7 separate regions of the Mus musculus genome follow, and regions 1, 2, 3, 5, 6 and 7 are each linked to region 4. Evidence: chromatin contacts called from public HiChIP or PLAC-seq and promoter capture Hi-C data. All regions are on one chromosome and are shown on one strand. Each heading gives the region's core, a stretch centred on a gene start, on an enhancer-like site or on the middle of the called end of the contact. The rest is flanking DNA. Distances are from core to core; before and after follow the strand shown. Region 1 holds the start of Ip6k2 (inositol hexaphosphate kinase 2). Region 2 holds the start of Slc26a6 (solute carrier family 26, member 6). Region 3 holds the start of Nckipsd (NCK interacting protein with SH3 domain). Region 4 holds the start of Rassf1 (Ras association (RalGDS/AF-6) domain family member 1). Region 5 holds the start of Uqcrc1 (ubiquinol-cytochrome c reductase core protein 1). Region 6 overlaps Gm33616 (a long non-coding RNA gene). Region 7 holds the start of Celsr3 (cadherin, EGF LAG seven-pass G-type receptor 3).

Region 1 (2,700 bases), core at 61-2,560, 1.2 Mb before region 4:
CTCCCATCTCTTAAAATGTTATCCCAGGGAAAGTGCAAATACAGCAAACATTTTAAATACTGAAAATCAACAACAATGCTGTCAACAAGGAAGGTCCTTTAAATTTTTCAAAATGTTTGTCTGCATCATATTTGCTGTTTCAAAACTGCCAGGGCTTCTTTCTTTTGGATCTTTTTATTTTCATAAATATTTATTAGTTGACAATTCCAAACATGTATACAATGTATTTTGACCATATCCATCCCCCTGGTCCCTTCTTATCCCCCTCCCACTGCCTCTGGATCCCTTCAGTACTTTTTCTTACAAATATTCGAAATTATTTTGTTCTTGCTCTATGTACATTTCTGCTAACAAAATGTTTATTTACATGCGATGACTAGCTCTATTTCCTTTCGCGTGTAAGAAGAGCCCTAGATTTCACCAGTTCCTACATTTTTCCCCATTTTCCCGCTAGTACAGCTTTCTTGATATTTGATAGAAATTAAAATCCTAAAAACGAATCAAGTCATTAGGAAGGATGCAGAAGATAGATGCAGTCTTGTTATCAAATATGAATAAAATCCCACTCGTGGTAGGAGCATCAGCATAAGAAGAAGAAAAAAGAAGACACCTTCTGATCCATTTTAAGATCTTAAAGGAGAAGAAGGGGAAAAAAAAAAAACCAATAAGGTTGGATGCGCAGATCACCCTCTCCCCCGCCTTTCCGGGATCAAAGAGGAGCTGACTGGCACAACTGACGTTCAACACCCAAAATGGCTGCACATCTGCAGGCCCAGGTAACAACAGTACCTGAGGATCCGGGCTGACCCTTCCATCCAAAGATAAAGACCCCATCCTCAAAGACCAGGGAGATCGTGGCCGGGGGACCTCTGTGAGACCAGAGATCCTGTCCTCCACCGGAAGACCCAGGGAGACCGCTTCAAAACCGGAGAAAGACACTGTCGTCGTCCCCCGCCCCCTCCCCTCCCCCGGTTCCGGGAGACCCTCCAATGCCGGGGGGAAGATTCTGCCCCGTCTCGGTGGGCAACGCTACTCTCCCCAGTAACTGCAAGGTACAATGGCCCCCCGTAAATAGGGAAGGGATGACTACACAAAAAAAGGGGGAGACCGCTTCTCAATGACAGCCATAGGACCCCCTTCACAAACCCAAGCCTCCCAGGGATCCCGGAGCCCGGCCGCTACCAGCACCGAAAACCTCTTCCCCTGAGCCCCGGGGTGACAGGGCCACGGGCCGGGCGGGGCGGGCGTTACCTGCGGCCACAGCCCAGTCCCGCGACGCTTCCGTCCTATTGTTTCTCTTCCACCAAAATGGCTGCGGCCGCGCTCAGCCCCGCCCCCCAACCTCGCTCCCAGGGCCCCTCGCTATTGGCTCGCACCCGAAGCCGCGCAAGCGGACTGGGCGGCCTGGAAGACTGTTGCTAGGGCGCCGGGATTCGCTTGGGGCGGCTTCCTGAATGGGCAAGGGGCGGGAAGAGGCGGGGCGTTGTCCTGAGTGAGGAGGGTGGCCAGTCTGTTCTGGAGTTGAAGTAACTGATGGGCTGTGTGCCAAATGGATCGATTGCAGGATGCCTAGGGTAAGGGTGGATGGACAGACAGTCCTGGTTTGCCCCGCACTGGGGAGTTTCCTAGGATACAGGAATGTCAAGGCCAGTATTCATTCTGTGATAAACTGCAAAGCTGGTCAACCTAGCAGATGGATGGACAGAACTACATGTCGCTAAGATGGATAAAGGGATAGCAGCAGGGAACAGAGAGAATGACTACAGACGATAGACAAATACATGGCTCTATAGGAGGCCAGTAAGACGGCTCAACAGGTCAAGCCGTTGCTCTGTTTCTCTCTGGCTCTTTGTCTCTGTCTCTCTCTCACTCACAAACACACACTCACACCACACACACTATAATAATTTTTAAAAAATGTTTAGACAGGTGAACAGATGAGTGGACAGACAGACAAGATAAAAGCCAATAGAAGTCTGATCAGAGGGATGTATAGGGTCCTCGGTAAATTGATAGGTCTGGAGCATAGAGCTCATCCAAGACTCCTTTGTCTGGAGCCTGTGTCATTCAGAAGGTCTCCTGCATGAGTGAACGAGTGTCAGCGCAGCCAGGAAAGGCAAGGAGCACGATGGGAACCATGGGCATGGGATGACCTCCTTCTTGGCTATTGGCCTTTCTGTAAAGGATGCCAGAGTTGTAACCCTGCATCCTGGGCATTAGCAAAGATGTAGCTCATAGGTTTTTAAAACTGAAGTATTTATTAAGCACCTACACTCTGCAGTGAGTGCAGTAAACAGATTTTTTTAATCCCTGCTTTCTAAAGGTGGACAAGAGAAACTCCTATTACCAACAGGTTCCTCTTGGAATCGCCTTCCCTTGAGGCCTTCATGGCTCTGTGTTCAGTTCTGTCTAGTTTTTCTTTTTCACATTTTTTCCTCTCTGTCTATACCCACTTACCCCGGGTCGTGGTTTTGTTTTTAAAATATTAACTAATTGAGTCCAGATCCCTCTCTGTAGCCCAGGCTGGCCTCAAAATTAAGGCAATTCTTCAGCATCAACCTTCCTCTTACTGGGATTACAGGCATGAACCGAGAGGCCCAGGTTTCAGGTTTAAATGCCAACTTCATGTTAATCGACCCCAAAAGTGTTTGCCCAGTTCAGGCTCTTCCTGGTTCAGTGTTCAGCTGTTGATAGACAGCC
Region 2 (2,715 bases), core at 185-2,684, 1.3 Mb before region 4:
ACTGACTGCGCTTCCTAGCCCCTACCTCTCAGGCCCTTGGCTTCCTTCCCTGAATCAATTCCTGTCCAGTCCCCTTTCCAGCTTTTCCACCAGGAGCCCAACCTTGTTGGCTGAGAGCGAGTTGACAGATAAGAACTAGCAAACCAGAGGTCTGTAAGCAATACTGCCCTCCAGTTTCAGGACAGGGTCCAGCAAGACTCCAGGGTCGAAGCTCTCACCTCCAGGGAGTTTTGACAGGCTCCCACTCGAAGTAGAGAGACTTCACCTGGGAACAGGAGCTTTTGGAAGCCAATCCAACCTGGAGGGAACTCTGCCCTGAAAGCTTTCACCAGCCAGGCAAGTTCTGACCGGGGGTGTGGGAATCTCTCATCGGGAGGCACTTCTCTGGAGAGGCACTTCTCTCGGAAGTGGGAGACTTTACCAGAGAATAGGATCTGAGGGGGTCTCTCAGAAGAAACTCTGATCTGGGGGGGGGGTGCCTCCATATGGAATGCAGCTCTCTATAAATATATTTCAGGGGAAACAAATTTGGAGTGGGCAGGGGGGAGGGGCTAGCCTGTGGGAAAGATATCACCTGTGAGTTCTGATCTAGGAGAGGCTATAACCAGGGGAGAGAATCCCACCAGAGGGGTAGGAACTCACCTGGGAAGACTCTCTAACCTGGGTATCCAATGGAGGAGGGAGCAGTGCAGACGCAAGGAAGATCTTCAGAGATTCTCTGCACCGCGGGCTCCAGGAGATCTCAGCGGCCCCTCTCCCCTCCTTCAAGATCTCTCAAGTCTTCTTAAAGGGCTCCCTCCCCTTACCAGGCGGCACGCGCCTTGGAGGGCGGAGCCTTGATGCTTGGCACCTCCCTTTGGGAGGGCACAAGGGCCGGCAGCGACAAATGTGAACAGTACCCTGCCGACTCAGGCCGCGGCTGGTCCACCGCCTGGCTAGAGCCTGTCTTGCAGCGGTTTCTCTCCCAGTCCCAACGCGCCCAGCTGGCACACCTCCCGTGCCAGGACTCCTCGGTAAGCAGCAACTTCCCTGCAGCGCCCTTATTAGCACTCCAGGGACGTTCAGTACAACCCTCAAGAGCTGGGGTCGCGCCAGAGCCCGCCCCCATCCCTCGCTGTTGATGGATAACCTCCTTCGGAAAATCGGCAAGGCGGTAAACTAAGGCTCCGCAGACGGGAAATGCCTGTCGGGGACTTGGAGGTTCCCTTCCTGAATTGACCCAGGCCGGGAGTCACAGAACTACTAGCGCTTCGCGGGCACGCGGAATTTGGGCAGCGCCCTGCAACTCACCGGACCCATCGGGAAGTCCCATGGCCCTCAGAGGGTAACTCGTGTACCGCTTTTCAAACAGCTCCCCCAGGAGGCCACTACCGGCTAGAAGGTGGCGCCAGGCCCAGAACTTGGCCGGCCGCAAGCTCCACCGCTAGGATGTGCAAGATCAGACCAATCAGAATTCTGGGGGTGGAATCCAAGTCATACTCTCTGGGCGGGGCGAGCCCGGAGAATAAAATTTTAACCCTTTCCTTCCCGTCGGCCTAGCTTCTGTCCCTGCCTGCGATTCTTGTTAACCTGCTGGGAGCTGGAGCATTCTGCTGAGACTGGAGGACTGGAACGAAGGCCCAGCGCTACGCTTGGCCAATGTTATGCCTCTGTGCCCTTAAGTGGCTGGACCTAATTGTATGCTTTGTAGAAGGTCCCCACTTTATGCAGAGGAGACATTCTTGACCGATCTGGATGCCTAGGTGTGCAACCAGGGGCCCCAGCCTCAACTGTGGGAGATCTAGGCCTGTAGGGTCTCTCAGGGACCACCAAGCTGTGAGTATCACCCTCAGATTTTTCCTTCTGAGACCTGGCACAGTGGTCCTCAAGACCAGCCCCACCCCACCTCCATTTCTTTTTTTCCAGACAAGTTTTCTCTGTTTAGCCTTGGCTGTCCTGGAACTCTCTGTAGACCAGACTTGTCTACAGAGATCCACCTGCCTCTGCCTAGTGAGTGCTGGGATTAAAGAAGAGATCAAAGGTATTTGTCACCATGGGTGGCTTCTTAAGCCCCCCCCCCCCCTTTCACTTTCACACCTGGCTGCCTAGACTGGAAATGGAGCACTCAGGATCCTTTCCAGGTCTGGAAGCTCTGGCCTGATCCAAGTGAGAAAAGACCAGTAAGGGCCAGAGTGTGGGTGGGTAAGCAGGAACTGAAGTGGGAACGCCTAGGTTTGGGGTGACTAATGGGCAGGGCCACAAATGTCAGCCTCTGGATATTAAGGAAACCCTCATATGACTGCCTAGACCAGGAAAGTGGCTTCTCTTGGCGCAGCTCCTGCGCTCCAACTTCAGGCTCCAGTCACAAGGTGAGAGGCCATATTTCAGAAAGAAATGGGAACCTGGTCCAAATCTCCCATGAAATGGGCTAAAAATAACTGGCTATTTTGGAGGGAGGAGAGCTCAGAGTCCTACAAAGGTCATCCTGGGTGAGTATTCTCAACAGCTGAGACAGAAAGAGGAACAAGTGTTTTCTATAGAAGTTTATTCCCAAAACAGAGCGCGGCTTCACGGAACAATTTACACAGACAGGAAAGAGGGCCACTGTTGGAAGGGGACCCCAGAGACGGGCATCTACAGAACCTAGGACATAGCAAGGACACTCTCCCAACCGACAGGCCTCTCAGCCCTTCAAGGGCAGGGGTCAGTCTGGGTAAAGAGAGCTGGGGACCTGGC
Region 3 (2,700 bases), core at 150-2,649, 1.3 Mb before region 4:
TTAGATTTTTCTCACCTGAACACCTCTAGAGGAGACTGAGAGTCTGTGAGGAGGACCCTAGAACCAAGGGTCCCTCGTCTTTAGCAAGACCAGATGACATTTCCAAATTTATCACAGTATTTCTGTCCTTAACTGGGCTGGGACAGGATGTTTCCATAGCTAGGGACTATGAGTCTGGAATAGCCCAGACTGCCCTGGGTCCCCTTCCTCCTGCAGTCAGAATAGGCTAGCTGGAGACACTGCAGCAGGACTACTCTTGAGCAAACAGGAACTGGAGCAGGCTCCACTGGAAGGGGACCAGGCCATCTTCAGAACGGGAAACCATGAAGGAGGCTCACTTCCTCACAGTGTGGACAGCTCCCATTCCAGGATGGAGCGCCCAGATTTCAGAGGAAGGAAACCAGAGAAGTCAGGAGTGGAGGCTTGGGAGAAGTGGGGGCTGTGCCAGGGAACCTTGTCTATCAGCAGGGGCCAGGGGCCTTGGTTCCTGAAGGGTTGGGGAATTGTCCTTGGGGAGAGCTTGATAGGTGGGCGGGTTCGGGATACAGAGATACTACAGGAATTGGGACTCGCATAAGGGACAGGAATGCCTGTGGCTCTGGGGTCCAAGTGTGTGGGTGGGGTGGGGACTAAGAACCTGGAGGGTGGTTGAGGAAACAGGTGGTGTATGAGGTGGCACAGTCAGTGGTGGGCACGGTGATCTTTACAGTTAAAGGTGGAGGCTACAGATTGATGGGAGATGGGCATCCTAGGGATTCAGGAAAGGGGAACGAATAGGGTTTGGAGGTCTAAGGGACTTGGATAATGAATGGACTGGAAGTCTCTGGATCCAGCTCGAGAATTCAATGCAGATGGAGGCTCTGATTATCGATGACAGAGAGTCCCTGTTCCAGAATTAAGCTTTTCACGGGCCTGCGGTTAAATGTCAAAGGCCTAGTCTCGGGTGGGTGTTGACGGCCCTTCCGGAGGGGTCTCAGTCCTTACGGCTCTTGGGACTTAAGGTCAGAGTCTCAACCTCCTTGTCTGGTAGAAGTCCCGAAGAATCTGACTGAGCTTCCTGGATCGGTTCTGCGTGCTGGTGAAGGGGTTCGGTCGAGAGGCCTGGGACGGAGGGACACACTCACCTGCAGGCGATGCAGGTAGGCAGGCGGCACGTACCCGGTCTCGCCACTGCGCGCCCGTGCTGCTAACCACCAGTGCGTGCTGCTGCGCTCCAGCACCAGGAAGGTCTCGCCTGCAGCGAACGCCATGGCGTTCGGCTCCGCGGAGCGGAACGCATACAGCGCGCGGTACATGAGGCCGGGCCGGGCCGGGCCGCGAAGCGCCGGGGCTGGGTACGCGACGAAGGTTGCGGTGCCGGGAAGCCAGGCCCTGAGTGCCGCGCCGCCCGGCGCTTGCCCCGCCCCGCCCCGTGACACGCCGCGCGTGCGCATGCGCGACCGCCGGAACCCCGCCCCAGGAGCGAGTCGGCTCCAGTATTGGAGCGCCGCGCCCCCTCGCGGCCGAGAGAGGTTTGGCGGGGCGGGGTGGGAGTCTCCAGTTCCTTCAGGCCTCAGACTCCAGTCAGCTGACTTAGGGTCCTAACTCCCTCTCCCTGGCTTTCCTCCTCCTTTCCCAGCTCAGGTGCAAGCGCTGCGTTCCTTCCCACCTCCTGATGAAGGATGCTTATAGCCAGTGCGTCCCTGGGGACGGGGATATGGTGTTTTGCTTTGAGGAATCCTGATCAGACATTTGGAAGTTCTTTCTGGGGAGGGGTCTCCCCAGCGCATCTAGGCCTCACAGTGCCTTAGTACAAAGTCCCTACTCTGTCGCTGAGGTGGTGGACAAGTGTGGAGGGCAAGGGACAAAACCAGGTTGTACTGTCCAGAATGCATCTTTGCTACCCACCACATATACACTCCCTTCATATATACTGGCTTCTTTCCTATCTTGAGTCTTGCATCTGTTCTATTTGAACACTCCCTTCTGGACCACGCCCCAACTTGTCAATGACTATCCTTTTGCCATTTTTGTTGTTACAAAAGGATTTAAGTCTATGACCTAAGGTCATATTTACTCATAACGAATCAAACTGCGTGTATACATGCATCTCCTGTTTTAAAAGGCTGTCTGTTACCAACCCTGTCCTGCCCCAACATCACAAATGGCACTGGGGAAAAAAAATGGTTAGGGCAGAAGGCTGATAGGGTAGGGACTGAACACATGAGGTTTAAAAAGCATGTTTTGAGTTCTGAATGGTGGCATGATCCCAGCATCCAGGAGGCAGAGCTGTAGAAAGCCAAGATCAAGACCAGCCTGGGCTTCATAGTAAGAATCCGTCTCAAAGAAAGAAAAAGCATCCCTGACCTTCAGTTTAATATTCAGCCTAGCCATCCACATCTTTGAAATCCTTGGCATCCCTCGGTCGTAGTGAAGAAGGCCTAAAGGATCCTTGCATACTCTCCACTAATCTAAGGAGCACAGGATATACACACCATCAGACAATGTTCCAAGGCAAGGTCTCACTGTGTAGTTTTGGCTGTTCTGGAACCATGTAGACCAGGCTGGCCTTAAATCCAATGATCCATCTGCCTTTGCCTCCCAAATGCTGGGACTTAGGGCAGGTGCCACCACACCTGGCTTTTTCCCCCTAAAGACAAGGTCACACTAGCAGCACCAACTGGCCTGAAACTAACAGCAATCCAACTCCCTCTGCCTGAG
Region 4 (2,752 bases), core at 42-2,541:
AGACAAGAACCCCAGAGCAGCTTTCTTTCTCCTTGTGAATGCTGAGATGCCGCAGCTCTTGCTCTCATGTGGCATTCTGTCACAAACTGCTACACTAGCTGAGTTTGTGACATACTTGTATAGTGAATGAGATGATCTGGAGGCACACACAGGCCTACAGTGCCATTTTTAAGTTCCTATATGGCCCAAAGCACCGATTCTCAACTCAAAACTATACATCAGAACTTGGGAGGCAGGGGCAGGTGGGTTGCTTGTCACAGCCTGGTCTGCATAGAGAGTTCTAGGCAAGCCAGGGCTGCAGAGTGAAACCCTGTCTTAAAACACAACAAAACAACCAAAAAACCAAACCAAAACAGAAAAACCAGGATGCCTAAGGTCCACTTTCAACAACGGAGTCAACAAGTCTGAGAGGAGAAGTAGGCGCGAGGAGACTGGAAGGTATATATTGTCCTGCGTGGTTCTGTTTGCTGGTAATTCCTAGGTCAGAAGGACCACTCATTGTGTGTGTGGCTGGACTCCATGTTTTAGCCTCTGCATCCTTGACTCAAAACAACCTTGACTGAAGTTTCAATAGAATTCCTACTAACAAGGAGCCTAACTAAGGTTCTAACTTTTTCTGGCCCCCTATTAATGTGGGAGACGTCACCCAGGAATCTAGAGGGGGAACACAGTGAGCCAATCGTTGGGAAGAGGCGGGCCTCGGAATGTAGGCTCAGAGCTCAGCAGGCACAAAGGCTTTTCAAGAAAGGGCACAAGCACTTTAAAGACAAACTTGAAGCACCTTCTTATTCACAGACAACTAACTCTGCCCAACTGTGCACGGACAGAGCGTGACAAGTGATAAACCATTTTCTCAAGCACTCTCCCTGATGGAGCAAGGCCAGGAGATCTGGTCTGCAGGATCATCACAACTGACCAGCCCTCCACTGCCGCTTGACCCGCAACTATGGTGCTGCCTCCCTTTCCGTAGTCGCTGGCTGTGTGGGGCCGCTTACTCACGCGCGCACTGTAGGCCCTTGCGCACGACGCCCCAGATGAAGTCTCCACAGAGGTCGCACCACGTGTGCGTGGTGGGCCCTGCAGGCTGGAAACGGTGGCCACGACCCGGGACGTGCTGCTGTGACGGATTGCGTGTTGTACCCGGGGCGATGCGCAGAGCGTTGGCACGCTCCAGCCGGGTACGGCCTGGACCGATGCGCCCGGACGGTGCCAGCTCGCGTAGTTCAATGAGTTCTGGCTCCGCCGACATGGCCCGGTCAGGCCGGTGCTGTAGCGGACTAGCAGCTAGTGAGTACCGAGCGGGCGAGGCCGCAGGGCGGGCCGCGACTTCGGCACCGCCCCCAGGATCCAGGCAGGGCGGCGGGAAAGAGCCGAGGAGGACGCGCTGGAACCCTAGGCGAGCCGACCGTGTGGACTTGTGGGCGGGGCACGGCACAGGGGTGGGCCCTTTCAAAGAGCCCCTTCCCAATCTTTCCGTCCAGTCTTCTCCCCCGACCCCAAGGATGACTGTACAGCGCCACACTGTTGCGTTTCATGAGTCTGCTTTATTGTGCGAAAGGAAGAGGGTCTCCACATCCGGCCCTTGCTTACACCCCCCAACCCTGTCTGCCAGTTTGCTGATGCTGTGGCCTGGTCCTCTGCGTATTCGCTGGGTGGGGCAGGAAGTGAAGAGTGTGGTGGTTTGCAGCTCTACTTGACTCAGCTGTGCTCACCAGGGAAATTGAGGTCTGACAGGGGCGAGCCACGAGTCCCTGAAGCTCAGTCACAGTCTGGGTGCGCTCTTCTGTCGGCCCTCGGCAGCTACGGCCTTCACTTGGCTCTGTCACCTTGGGCTGCTAGAACACATGTCTTTCCGTGCTTCTCCCAGTGCTTGACTTGACACTCCCTGCAGCGGGGTGGGTTGCATGACAATGACAGGGCTTGTAGGAGAACCCAGGGTTGGAGCTTAGGGGGGCAACTAAGGTCCCAGGATCGCCTCACCTGCAGCAATACCACACATTCTGGCATCTGGAGCAGCGCTTGGAGGCCTCTGCGTTGCAGTAGCCGCAGCGGGGCCTCTCCGGAGCTACTGCCTCTAGGACATCCAGCCTGTAGGTTTCAGCCCACCTGGGGGAGGAGTCGAGAAGAGCTGAATGGACGGACCGGGCAGGTAGGTGCACAGAAGCACTAGGTGACCTTCCCTCCTTGGTCCTATGCACGTGACTTCAGCCACTCAGTGGACTTTACCTCTGTGCTTGTTGACGAAGATCCTTCTCCGAGAGGCTGAATACGTGCTGAAGCTGGTGCTTGGCGATAGCCTGCCATTTCCCTTTGTTCTCTCTCTCCAGGCGATCCCAGATTTCTGGGATCTAAAAAAGTGTAATGGAGACAGGGAGGAAGGAGCCGGAAAAGTGGACCACCGTCCCAAGCACTCCCAAGCATGTTCTAGGGCCTTACCTGTTCTAACACTAGGTCCTTCTTAGGGGGCTGGGTTTCAGCCAGGGACAGGTGGGCCAGGAAACCCTTCAGATCGGCAAGATTGGGCAACTGGTCGAGTAGTGTGTCAGTGAGGAAGGCCTGAAGCTGCAAGAGATCCAGGGAAGGCCATTGAGAAACTAACTGTTCCTAGCCAGAGGGCCAAGAGACAGGAAGTCCTGAAATTGGGCTGAGCGTCCTTGGAGGGTTTGCATCTTACCAGCTCCCCTGTCGATGCCTGAAGCCCAAGTTGTGGAAAGGGGACAGGGACAGGCCAGGATGCCCTGGGGGGTGGGTC
Region 5 (2,700 bases), core at 189-2,688, 1.4 Mb before region 4:
TTTTACGTATGTGTACGTGGGATGGTGAGACTGTGTAGGGTTAGGAACCGCTCTTCCACAGGACCCAGGTTCAATTCCCAGCACCCTCACGGTGGCTCACAACCACCTGTAACTCCAGTTCTGTTTTTTTTTTTTTAGATTTGTTTATTTATTTATTTATTTATTATATGTAAGTACACTGTAGCTGTCTTCAGACGCACCAGAAGAGGGCATCAGATCTCATTACGGGTGGTTGTGAGCCACCATGTGGTTGCTGGGATTTGAACTCCGGACCTTCGGAAGAGCAGTCGGGTGCTCTTACCCACTGAGCCATCTCACCAGCCCTCTGGGGGTTCTAATATCCTTTTCCAACCTCCAAGGGCATTATGTACAGACATGGTGCACATACACACATGTAAGCCACTCGTGTAGGTAAAAGTAAGACCGGCTTAGACACACTAGTCTCCACCCCTCAGAGTATTGGTGTTAGACCTAAATCACAACACTGAGGACTCCAAATTCAGATACCCATGTTTGAGTACCAAGCTCTTTACCCACTGGGCCATCTTCCCCGTCCTTCAGAGGCATTTCTTGAAGTGTATTCCTGGCTACGTCTACAAATTACATAGCCTAGGTGGTGAGTCTAACAGACCTGGATGTCTTTCTGTAAATAACCTAAAGTCTGTGAAATCTCATTCTTTTTCGTGGCAAGAGAATAATCTCTTCTCTCGGGGAGGTAGAACGAAAAGCTGGAGGAGAGAATTCGGCCCCGTCTTTGGCAAGCACCATAATGTTGGCTGCCGGGTTAAGGCAGGGTTGAAGTCAGGTACAGGGATAAGCCCCGGCAGTAAGCCAGTCTCCACCCAAAACATGTAAGACTGGAGCCCAAGGTCACATCCCAACCTGGGACAACACGGCGGGCCTCACCTAGAGGACTGGCGCACACTTACCGTGCAGGTAGCATGCGAGGACTGCTCCGAGGCCACACGCAGCCCGTTGTCCAAGATGCTGACCTGGGTCTCCGGCACGCTCTGGAGGGCCTGGGCGAAGGTTGCGGTACCCCGCAAGGCAGGTAACCTCAGCAGGGCCGGCTAAAGGGAGAAGGCGACCATTGCAAGAACTGCTCGCCAAGCCTCTGGGACCTCGGCTCTCAAACCCAAGCCAGAGCAGATAACCATCCCCGCCCTCCGCCATGACCTTCCCACGGCCCTGACCCCCGCGACCTCCCCACTCCGACCCGCCACTGCTGAGACAGCCTGCTCCTCATCTGTGTACGAAAGCCCTGGGCCCTGCAGCCCAACGTCTCACTGCCACCTCACCGAGCGGCGGGTGCGAAGTAGCACTTGCGTCCCGGAGCAGGCCGCTCGGCAGACTGCGGACGCCGCCATCTTCTAACTTCCGTCAGTGTAGAGCCGCGCTGCGCATGCGCAGAGCGGAGTCTGAGGCGCAAGCGCTGTAAGGAAGACTTGGTGCTCAGTCGCCCCCTGTTGGGCAGCAAGTACGTTAGCAAGAATTGATCGCATGTAGTCATTTGGTCCGTGTGCCTCTAGGATCTTCGGGACATTTATCAACCTGCGAGGGAGGGGCCCTTCATCTGGTCCCATCTGAGACAGGTTCTATTCATCACCTTCTTCCACCTGAGGGAGGCGGTATGCAACTGTGGGAGATGCATTGTACGCCAGCAGCAGCTCTGAAACCTGGAGGGCAGTGGCTAGGCACAATTGAGCCCAAGGGCTAAAGCACTTGCCTGTCTGTGCAAGAAGGTGTCCACTAAAGTTAGTTTAAAAGAATAAAATATGCTTAAATGGTTGACTTGAAAGACGTTTAATAATATATTGCCAAATATATAGCACTTGGGAAATGGAGACACAGAAGAATCAGGAGTTCAAGGACATCCTCCTCTCTTGTGTAAGGAGTTCAAAACTACCCTGGGTTGTGTAAGACAGTGTCTCCAAAACGTAAGAAAAAAAACGTGTGTATGAAAAGAGGAACAATGTAGAGGTAATTTGTGGAATAGGGCTCCTTGTTTGGAATAAAATAACTAAGCAAAAAAGTTTTTTCTATTTTGTGATTATTTCAAAACTTTTTGTTTACTTTTTTTCTTAATTTTTTATTATTTAAATGCATTTTATACATCAAACATATTAATAATGTTGAGTACTTTGAGAATCAAATAATCCATAAATTTTTTTCAACTTTTATATTCATATCCTTTCATACCCTAAAATATCATTAATGAATATTTAATACTATCCATAACTGAGGATCCTATATCTAATGTTGAATACTAAATTGTTTCAAAACATGCAAAATATTCTTTGGGAGTTAAGCATAGTAAAAGAGCATAAAATATTAAAAATTAATCATTAAGAAATATATTCATGAGTTCGAGGCCAGCCTGGTCTACAAAGTGAGTTCCAGGACAGCCAGGGCTACACAGAGAAACCCTGTTTCAACAAAACAAAACAATAAAAAATGAGTTACAGGGACAAAGTTTGGAGTAGAGACTAAAGGAATGACCATCCAGAGACTGCCCCACCTGGGGATCCATCCCATAAACAACCACCAAACCCAGACACGATTGCGGATGCCAACAAGAGCTTGCTGGCAGGAGCCTGATAACGCTGTCTCCTGAAAGGCTCTCCCAGTGCTTGACAAATACAGAAGTGGATGCTCACAGCCATCTATTGGATGCGAAGCACAGGGTCCCCAATGAAGGAG
Region 6 (2,776 bases), core at 149-2,648, 1.2 Mb after region 4:
TTCAGATGTTAGAGGAGGCTAGACCTCAGGATCCAGGGAAAGTCTTAGGGAGAAAAATCTGAACTTCTTCCATGTTCTAGTATTCAGGCAGTAGACTTAACCCAAAAATATTTCCCTTTGAGTTCATCTGACAGGCAATAGAAGTCCCAGGGGGCTGGGGAGGGGGGGCACTGGGGCTTACAACTATCTATTTTCTCGGGGACTCTATATCCTCTTTCTTTATCCTGGGCCTAGATGAGAAGGCATGAAGGTCTAGCATGGGATCAGAAAGGTCCCTGGGCCTCAGAAGGGAGCTTGTGGTCATTATGGTCATGCAGAAAGAATCTCACAGATCTGATGGGTGGGTGCCAGTCTGACAGCCACAGGCCCCTGGAGGCCCCTATACTGAGTTATTCTTCCTTCAATCTGGCCAGGGCCCTCCACCCGCACTCCAAGATGGGCTTGCATGGACTGGAAGTTATGGGAAGGATTTTTGCTACCTGACATTGGTTGAATGACCTGACATTAAGCCACGGGGAGACACAGGCCTCCGATCTTTAGGACACACGTGCTTTCTTTGGCTGGGCCCTGAACCAGAAGTCAGAGCAATCCCCTCACAGAAAATTCTTAGCCTTGGGAAGTGGCTCTGGTCTTTGCATGGGGAAGCAAAGGTGCTCCTGGCTGCAGGGCACAGACAGACAGACAGACAGACAGACAGAGCCAGCAGGTCTCCTCAGGGGACAGAGCGGCCATGTGATCACAGGACAACCCAAGAAACCTAGAGGAAAGCACGCTCTGCTCTGGCTCTGCTCCAGATGCTGGCTGAGCTCGGTTTTCTGGTACTCTCTTGTTTAATTAATTCTCATGACCCTGGGAGATTTGCACAATTATTAATCCCTGTTTACAGATGAGGAACAGAGGCCCAGAGGGGGCTAAACCCTGCCTGGCATCACAGAGCATCAATAATCCTCATGCCCGGTGCACACACTCACAGGGACTGACACTCCCCAGGGCGTCCCTCACTGCTTAAGAGCACAGTCCTGGCGAGGGGGTTTGGGCCAGCAACATCCCCGGGGTGGAATCCTGGGGACTTAATGTGCCCCACCCAGGTCCCTTCCACAGGATACCAATCAGATGGGTGCAGCAATTGGTAGTGGGACCAAGACAAGGCAGAGAGGTGACCCAAGCCCCTCGCTAGAGGAAAACTGGTTTCAGCAAGGTGGATCAGCCCTCCGGAGCACGCCTGTGATTCTAGCTGAGGCAGGCATTGAATACATATCCAGGAGGCCATGCTGTGGACAGACAGCCCAAGAAGTGCTCTCGGGGGCCCTTTAAGTGCCTGCATACACACAGATCCCCCACTAGGGGCCCCTCACTTTCTCTCTGTCTACTGGGGCTCTGCATCCTTGCTGTGGACAAAGGGAGAAGAGCAGAGAACTGAGACCCAGGAAGTATCCTGACTTGGGCTGCAGGGCTGGCCCAGACATGACTGGCAGCTTAAGAACCTTCACCTTGCTGTTCCTCAGCTCCTTTCTCTTCCCTCCCAGTCACTCCTCCACCCCCACCTCCTTACTCTGGACCCTCTTACCCCTCCTCCTCTCTGTCACCTCTGATACTCCTCTGACACAAGTTAAACACAGTGTCCTCTTCTACCCCTGGGCATCTGTCTGGGGGTAGAGTTGCCTGAGCCTCACTCCAGCTGGGCTTCATGCTTGCCTTGGGCTGAGCTTGAATAGGAAGGAACACGGAACCACAGGGCTCGGCATCTATGTCCTGGAGCAGTTCTAAGCCTGGTTGCATCATGGAAAGACAGAAGATGCTCAAGGGGGGAGGGGTATAGCATCAGAAGCTAGAGAGAAAGGGTTGAAGCTTCACTGGTGAAAGGGAGGCTGAAGAGGGCCATGCTCAAAGCCAAGGCTTTCCAGTGAATAGGTTAACACGTTGGGGGCTTCCCATCTCTGCCACCAGCCCAAACACCTTCCTGAGTACTTCCTGTGGCCCAGGAGACCAAGGTGAGGCAAGTCGCTTCTGAAACAAACTCCCTATGGCCTTTGGCCAGTTAGGGCTTTGTACTCAGCTCAGTTTCTCTATCTGTCAAATGGGACAAGGGATGGGAGAGTGTGGGAAGTCGGCCTCAGGGATATCCACCCGGACCAAGAAGACGATCAATGGGCTAAGCCTGGTGGTGCATGTCTTTAATCTAGCTCTCAGGAGGCGGAGGCAGGAGGATCTCTGTGAGTTCAGTGCCAGTCTGGTCTACATAATTATTAGCTCCAGGACAGTCAGAACTATGTAGGAAGTTCTTGCATAATAACAAACAAACAAACAAACAAACAGGACAAGTCGTGCCAACTACAGGTCTGTCACAGCCAAACCGCATTCATCACAGCCTCCTTGGTCTCCTTTCATTTAAATACTGCAATTTACTTCACTCAGCCTGGCCTGAGATCACTTAGCTGGTGCCAAGATCTGATAGGGCTGCTTCTTGGTAATCTGCGGCCCGAGTGCAGTGCGGGCTGCCAAGGACCTGGCTGAGATGGGGCCGCTGGAACCCACTGGCCTCTGTGAGCCCTGTGCCCGCCACTCTCACTGCTGCTCATCTCAGCTTGGTGAGGCTCAGAGCAACTCCGAGAAGCAGCCACAAGGGCTACTGGCCTCTAGTCACCAGCAGGTCCCAAAGCCCAAGGCCCACGCCAGGCGTGACCCCTCTTCAGCCATGCCGTGCTTTTGCCTTCTTTGCCAAATGGCCGCTGACCAACCCTATCCCAGTGTTGCCCCTTCAGGTTTTTCTTGACCT
Region 7 (2,763 bases), core at 210-2,709, 1.3 Mb before region 4:
GTTACTCGAAGGTAGTGGCGTTCCATACTCTCACGATCCAGAGCGGCAGCCGTGCGGATGAGGCCACTCTGAGGATCAATACTGAAAAGCTCCAGCGAGCGGCTGTTCATGAGCGCCGCCAGCGAGTAGATGAGGCGCCCGGCCTCGCCTGGGTCCGGGTCTTGTGCCACCACGCGCAGTACTGATGTGCCCGCTGCCTCATTTTCAGGTACCAGTGTCTGGTAGTTGTATTGAGGAAACTGCGGGTGGCGGTTTGCAGCACGACGAGGACGAGCCTGGTTAGTTGAGAGTATTTGCTTGGCTTCAGGACCAGTCGGAAACCCGGGAGGGCGCGGCCCAGGGCGCTCAAAGAGGAAACGGCGGCGGAAGAGACCGCGGGAGCGCATGCGCCCGGGAGCTGTCCGAGACTCGCGAGGTGCTGAACCCGGCGTAGGAGCTGTCCTCACAGCACGTGGTGCTGAATCCTCCCCCAGGCCAGATCCTAAAGAGCCGGGGAGGCAGTCCCGCCGAAAGGGTCCCCTGTCCACTGTGGAAGTCGCGGATCTCTCACCCTGACCCTTGTGTCCTGGCTCCCACAGCTTCCCGCAGCAGCGAGAGGTTTCCACTCTTTTGCGGATGCTTCTCCTAGCATTACGCTGGAAGGCCACTGGCCTGGAGCCATCAGGCTGAGCCAGAAGTTCTGAAGGGTGAGGAGAGCTGTTCCTCAGATCAGAATCCCCTGGGGACAGAGCATCGAGTGGCAGGCTACCTCTTCGTAAAGGCCCTGTCCGCCCACAAGAGGAGATCTCTGGGTGCCAACATAACAGATACCCTGGACCCTGACCTGCCTCTTGCTCGCGACTACCCAATGCCTGGACCACCACCTCCGCGTTTGGTTGCTCAGGGGCCCCTCGACCATTCCGGGCGTTTTGCCTACCTACTCGGAGCCTCATGAAGACAGGCTCCCTGACCCCCAGGCCAGGATCTCCATCTTCCCAGACGCCGGGAGATTCGGGACAAAGAGCTACGGCTCCACTGCCGATTTGCGCTCTTGGCCCAGTAGTAGTAGCAACCCCTGGGTCCCAGTCCTGGTCCCCACCGCCCCCCAGCTCCTCCCGGCTAAAAGGGAACAAAGAGAGGAGAAGGAGCAGTAGTACCGGGGTCGACGGTCCCGGGAGACCCCACCATAGAGGCCGCCTCGCCATCACCCCCGCCTCCCGTCACGGCCTCCGCCGCCCCCCGCCCGGGTCCGGGCCTTGGGCCCGCCCCGCTGCTCTGGCCCCCTCCTGGGCCCCTGCCGCCGCCCCGGCCCTCCGCCCCTCTGCCCGTCGCTCCGCGCCGCCACTGCTCTCTGGGCACCATCTACTCCGCGGCCAGAGCCCCTTTGGCATACGGCCCCGGCTTTTGCCGCCCCCACCACAGCATCCCCGACGCCGCTGCCGCCTCCCGACGCTCCAACATGGCTCCCGGCCGCTCCGATGGTTTGCTCCACCTCCGCCCCGATGCCCCAAACCTGGTGGTACAGCCCGTCGCGCATGGCAGTTCTGGCGACTGAAGCCGTTACCGCCATCTTTATTGAGAACAGAAGTGCTGCCCACGGTGCTGAACGGAGCTGGGAGTTTCTCCGCTACTCTGCCACCGCCCTCCCTCTCATCCTAGTGCGCTATTCCAGCGTGGCTTCCTAGTCTTTCTTCAGACCGAGAATCTCGTCTCCCTTTAGAGCGCTAGTTCCGAGCCCTAACACCCATTTTGGTTTGAAAATGTGCTGTCATCGGTCTGGGAAGGGTTACCATATAGAATCCTGGGACTGTGAAAATAATGGCCAGACACCGGCCTGGTTCAAACAATAGCGTTAACTGTTTATTAACAAGTTTAACTTATGAGAAACATGTCGCAAAAATCTCCTTGTTTGCTCCTACAGAACAGGATCTGAAAACGACCCTTCTGAGACAGGAAGAGAAGCCAACTCTTCTCCGCCACGAGAGTCACTAGCGGTCTCCCAGACTTGGGAGAGACACCACGTCTCTCTAGGCTATGGTTCTTTCCAGTGTTCTGAGATGCCACGTGGAACCCAGGGTTGTACAACTGTGGACCCAGCTTCCTCAGATCTCCGCCCCCTCGCCTGCGACAACTGCATCCTTTAACCCCTTGAAGAACCCGACAGAAGCTCAGTTCTCCCTAGTCCTGGTCCAGTCTAGCTTTCCGTCCAACTCCTGGCACGCGCGCATCTCAACCAACCAATAGCTAGATGTGGCGCAACAGACGTCACAGAATCCTAGAGAAAGGCGGCGCATTCCAATTAGAGTGTCATTGTTTCTATTGGCACAATGGGAGACCCCGCCCCTCTCGGAGGACTCCATTGTATGCGGGAGGTAGGAGGGCCTCGCGGGTTCCACGCTAGCCAGCAGAAATAATCCAAAAGACGCGCTATATTGATCAGCCTCCAAACTTGGCATCGGTGATGAGCTGCAACGCAAGGTGCAGGGGACTCATTCATTCTGACACCGAGACAGGAGTCAGGCCTAGGACCCCAGAACATTGCCCTGGGTGCGGTTCCCCCGGCTGAGTGGTTACTACTTCAAACAGTCCAAGAACTCCTGGCCAAGACCTCTGGCCCGCCCCCAAATGGTAGCTATGACATCACCAGCAACCAATCAACGCATTCTCTCGCTCCTGGGTTTCTTTGCTTCGGGGAGGTTTGGCTCACTCGGGTTGCACTGGACGAGGCTGCTGTGATCTGACCCATGGGTATCAGCTGTAGTGTTTGGGGTCGTTAAGTCTTAA

Evidence for each region. HiChIP or PLAC-seq counts read pairs in DNA pulled down with a chosen protein or histone mark. Capture Hi-C pulls out chosen DNA fragments and counts their contacts.
Region 1: an H3K27ac HiChIP or PLAC-seq map of thymic regulatory T cells shows a contact between it and region 4, with 6 times the contacts expected there. The contact joins the promoter of Ip6k2 here to the promoter of Rassf1 in region 4. A contact is called at or near these places in 4 of 39 promoter capture datasets (erythroid cells, liver and pre-B cells) and 2 of 115 datasets of contacts at active chromatin or transcription factors (double positive thymocytes and thymic regulatory T cells).
Region 2: a contact with region 4 is called in a promoter capture Hi-C map of liver, with 4 times the contacts expected there. The contact joins the promoter of Slc26a6 here to the promoter of Rassf1 in region 4. A contact is called at or near these places in 2 of 39 promoter capture datasets (erythroid cells and liver), 1 of 115 datasets of contacts at active chromatin or transcription factors (double positive thymocytes) and 2 of 9 other capture datasets (adipose tissue and liver).
Region 3: a promoter capture Hi-C map of liver shows a contact between it and region 4, with 3 times the contacts expected there. The contact joins the promoter of Nckipsd here to the promoter of Rassf1 in region 4. A contact is called at or near these places in 6 of 39 promoter capture datasets (erythroid cells, fetal liver, liver and 2 more), 3 of 115 datasets of contacts at active chromatin or transcription factors (bone marrow-derived macrophages, double positive thymocytes and extraembryonic endoderm stem cells) and 2 of 9 other capture datasets (adipose tissue and liver).
Region 5: a promoter capture Hi-C map of adipose tissue shows a contact between it and region 4, with 2.2 times the contacts expected there. The contact joins the promoter of Uqcrc1 here to the promoter of Rassf1 in region 4. A contact is called at or near these places in 3 of 39 promoter capture datasets (erythroid cells, liver and pre-B cells) and 3 of 9 other capture datasets (adipose tissue, liver and macrophages).
Region 6: a contact with region 4 is called in an H3K4me3 HiChIP or PLAC-seq map of bone marrow-derived macrophages, with 3 times the contacts expected there. The contact joins the enhancer-like site here to the promoter of Rassf1 in region 4. A contact is called at or near these places in 3 of 39 promoter capture datasets (embryonic stem cells, hippocampal neurons and liver), 1 of 115 datasets of contacts at active chromatin or transcription factors (bone marrow-derived macrophages) and 1 of 9 other capture datasets (liver).
Region 7: a contact with region 4 is called in an H3K4me3 HiChIP or PLAC-seq map of embryonic stem cells, with 6 read pairs. The contact joins the promoter of Celsr3 here to the promoter of Rassf1 in region 4. A contact is called at or near these places in 3 of 39 promoter capture datasets (liver and pre-B cells), 2 of 115 datasets of contacts at active chromatin or transcription factors (bone marrow-derived macrophages and embryonic stem cells) and 1 of 9 other capture datasets (liver).

Annotation. Positions count from the first base shown.
Region 1 is chr9:108,782,422-108,785,121 of GRCm38.p6, reverse strand. It overlaps Ip6k2 (inositol hexaphosphate kinase 2), which reads right to left and starts at 1,310. Exons shown (of 6, transcript NM_001379600.1): 1 at 1,252-1,310.
Region 2 is chr9:108,852,762-108,855,476 of GRCm38.p6, reverse strand. It overlaps Slc26a6 (solute carrier family 26, member 6), which reads right to left and starts at 1,434. Exons shown (of 20, transcript NM_134420.4): 1 at 643-1,434. Celsr3 (cadherin, EGF LAG seven-pass G-type receptor 3) reads right to left here. Exons shown (of 36, transcript NM_001359572.1): 36 at 2,508-2,715.
Region 3 is chr9:108,807,079-108,809,778 of GRCm38.p6, reverse strand. It overlaps Nckipsd (NCK interacting protein with SH3 domain), which reads right to left and starts at 1,399. Exons shown (of 13, transcript NM_030729.4): 1 at 1,125-1,399. The coding sequence starts at 1,295.
Region 4 is chr9:107,550,094-107,552,845 of GRCm38.p6, reverse strand. It overlaps Rassf1 (Ras association (RalGDS/AF-6) domain family member 1), which reads right to left and starts at 1,291. Exons shown (of 6, transcript NM_001243748.1): 1 at 1,000-1,291. The coding sequence starts at 1,249. It overlaps Zmynd10 (zinc finger, MYND domain containing 10), which reads right to left. Exons shown (of 12, transcript NM_053253.4): 9 at 2,437-2,562; 10 at 2,227-2,348; 11 at 1,981-2,106; 12 at 1,525-1,885. The coding sequence ends at 1,810. Gm34106 (predicted gene, 34106) reads left to right here and starts at 2,009. Exons shown (of 2, transcript NR_168657.1): 1 at 2,009-2,149.
Region 5 is chr9:108,935,386-108,938,085 of GRCm38.p6, reverse strand. Uqcrc1 (ubiquinol-cytochrome c reductase core protein 1) reads right to left here and starts at 1,438. Exons shown (of 13, transcript NM_025407.2): 1 at 1,299-1,438; 2 at 930-1,070. The coding sequence starts at 1,367.
Region 6 is chr9:106,393,438-106,396,213 of GRCm38.p6, reverse strand. The region is part of intron 2 of Gm33616 (a long non-coding RNA gene); the gene reads left to right. Among named protein-coding and RNA genes, the nearest start is that of Gm46131, 19 kb to the left of the region's middle. Within about 2 kb of position 1,398, at least 40 of the 459 cell types and tissues checked have an H3K27ac peak or open chromatin away from gene starts, as enhancers often do. A contact at or near this core is called in bone marrow-derived macrophages, where this site is marked.
Region 7 is chr9:108,824,741-108,827,503 of GRCm38.p6, reverse strand. It overlaps Celsr3 (cadherin, EGF LAG seven-pass G-type receptor 3), which reads right to left and starts at 1,459. Exons shown (of 36, transcript NM_001359572.1): 1 at 1-1,459. The coding sequence starts at 1,184. It overlaps Gm35025 (a long non-coding RNA gene), which reads left to right and starts at 1,384. Exons shown (of 2, transcript XR_871161.3): 1 at 1,384-2,763.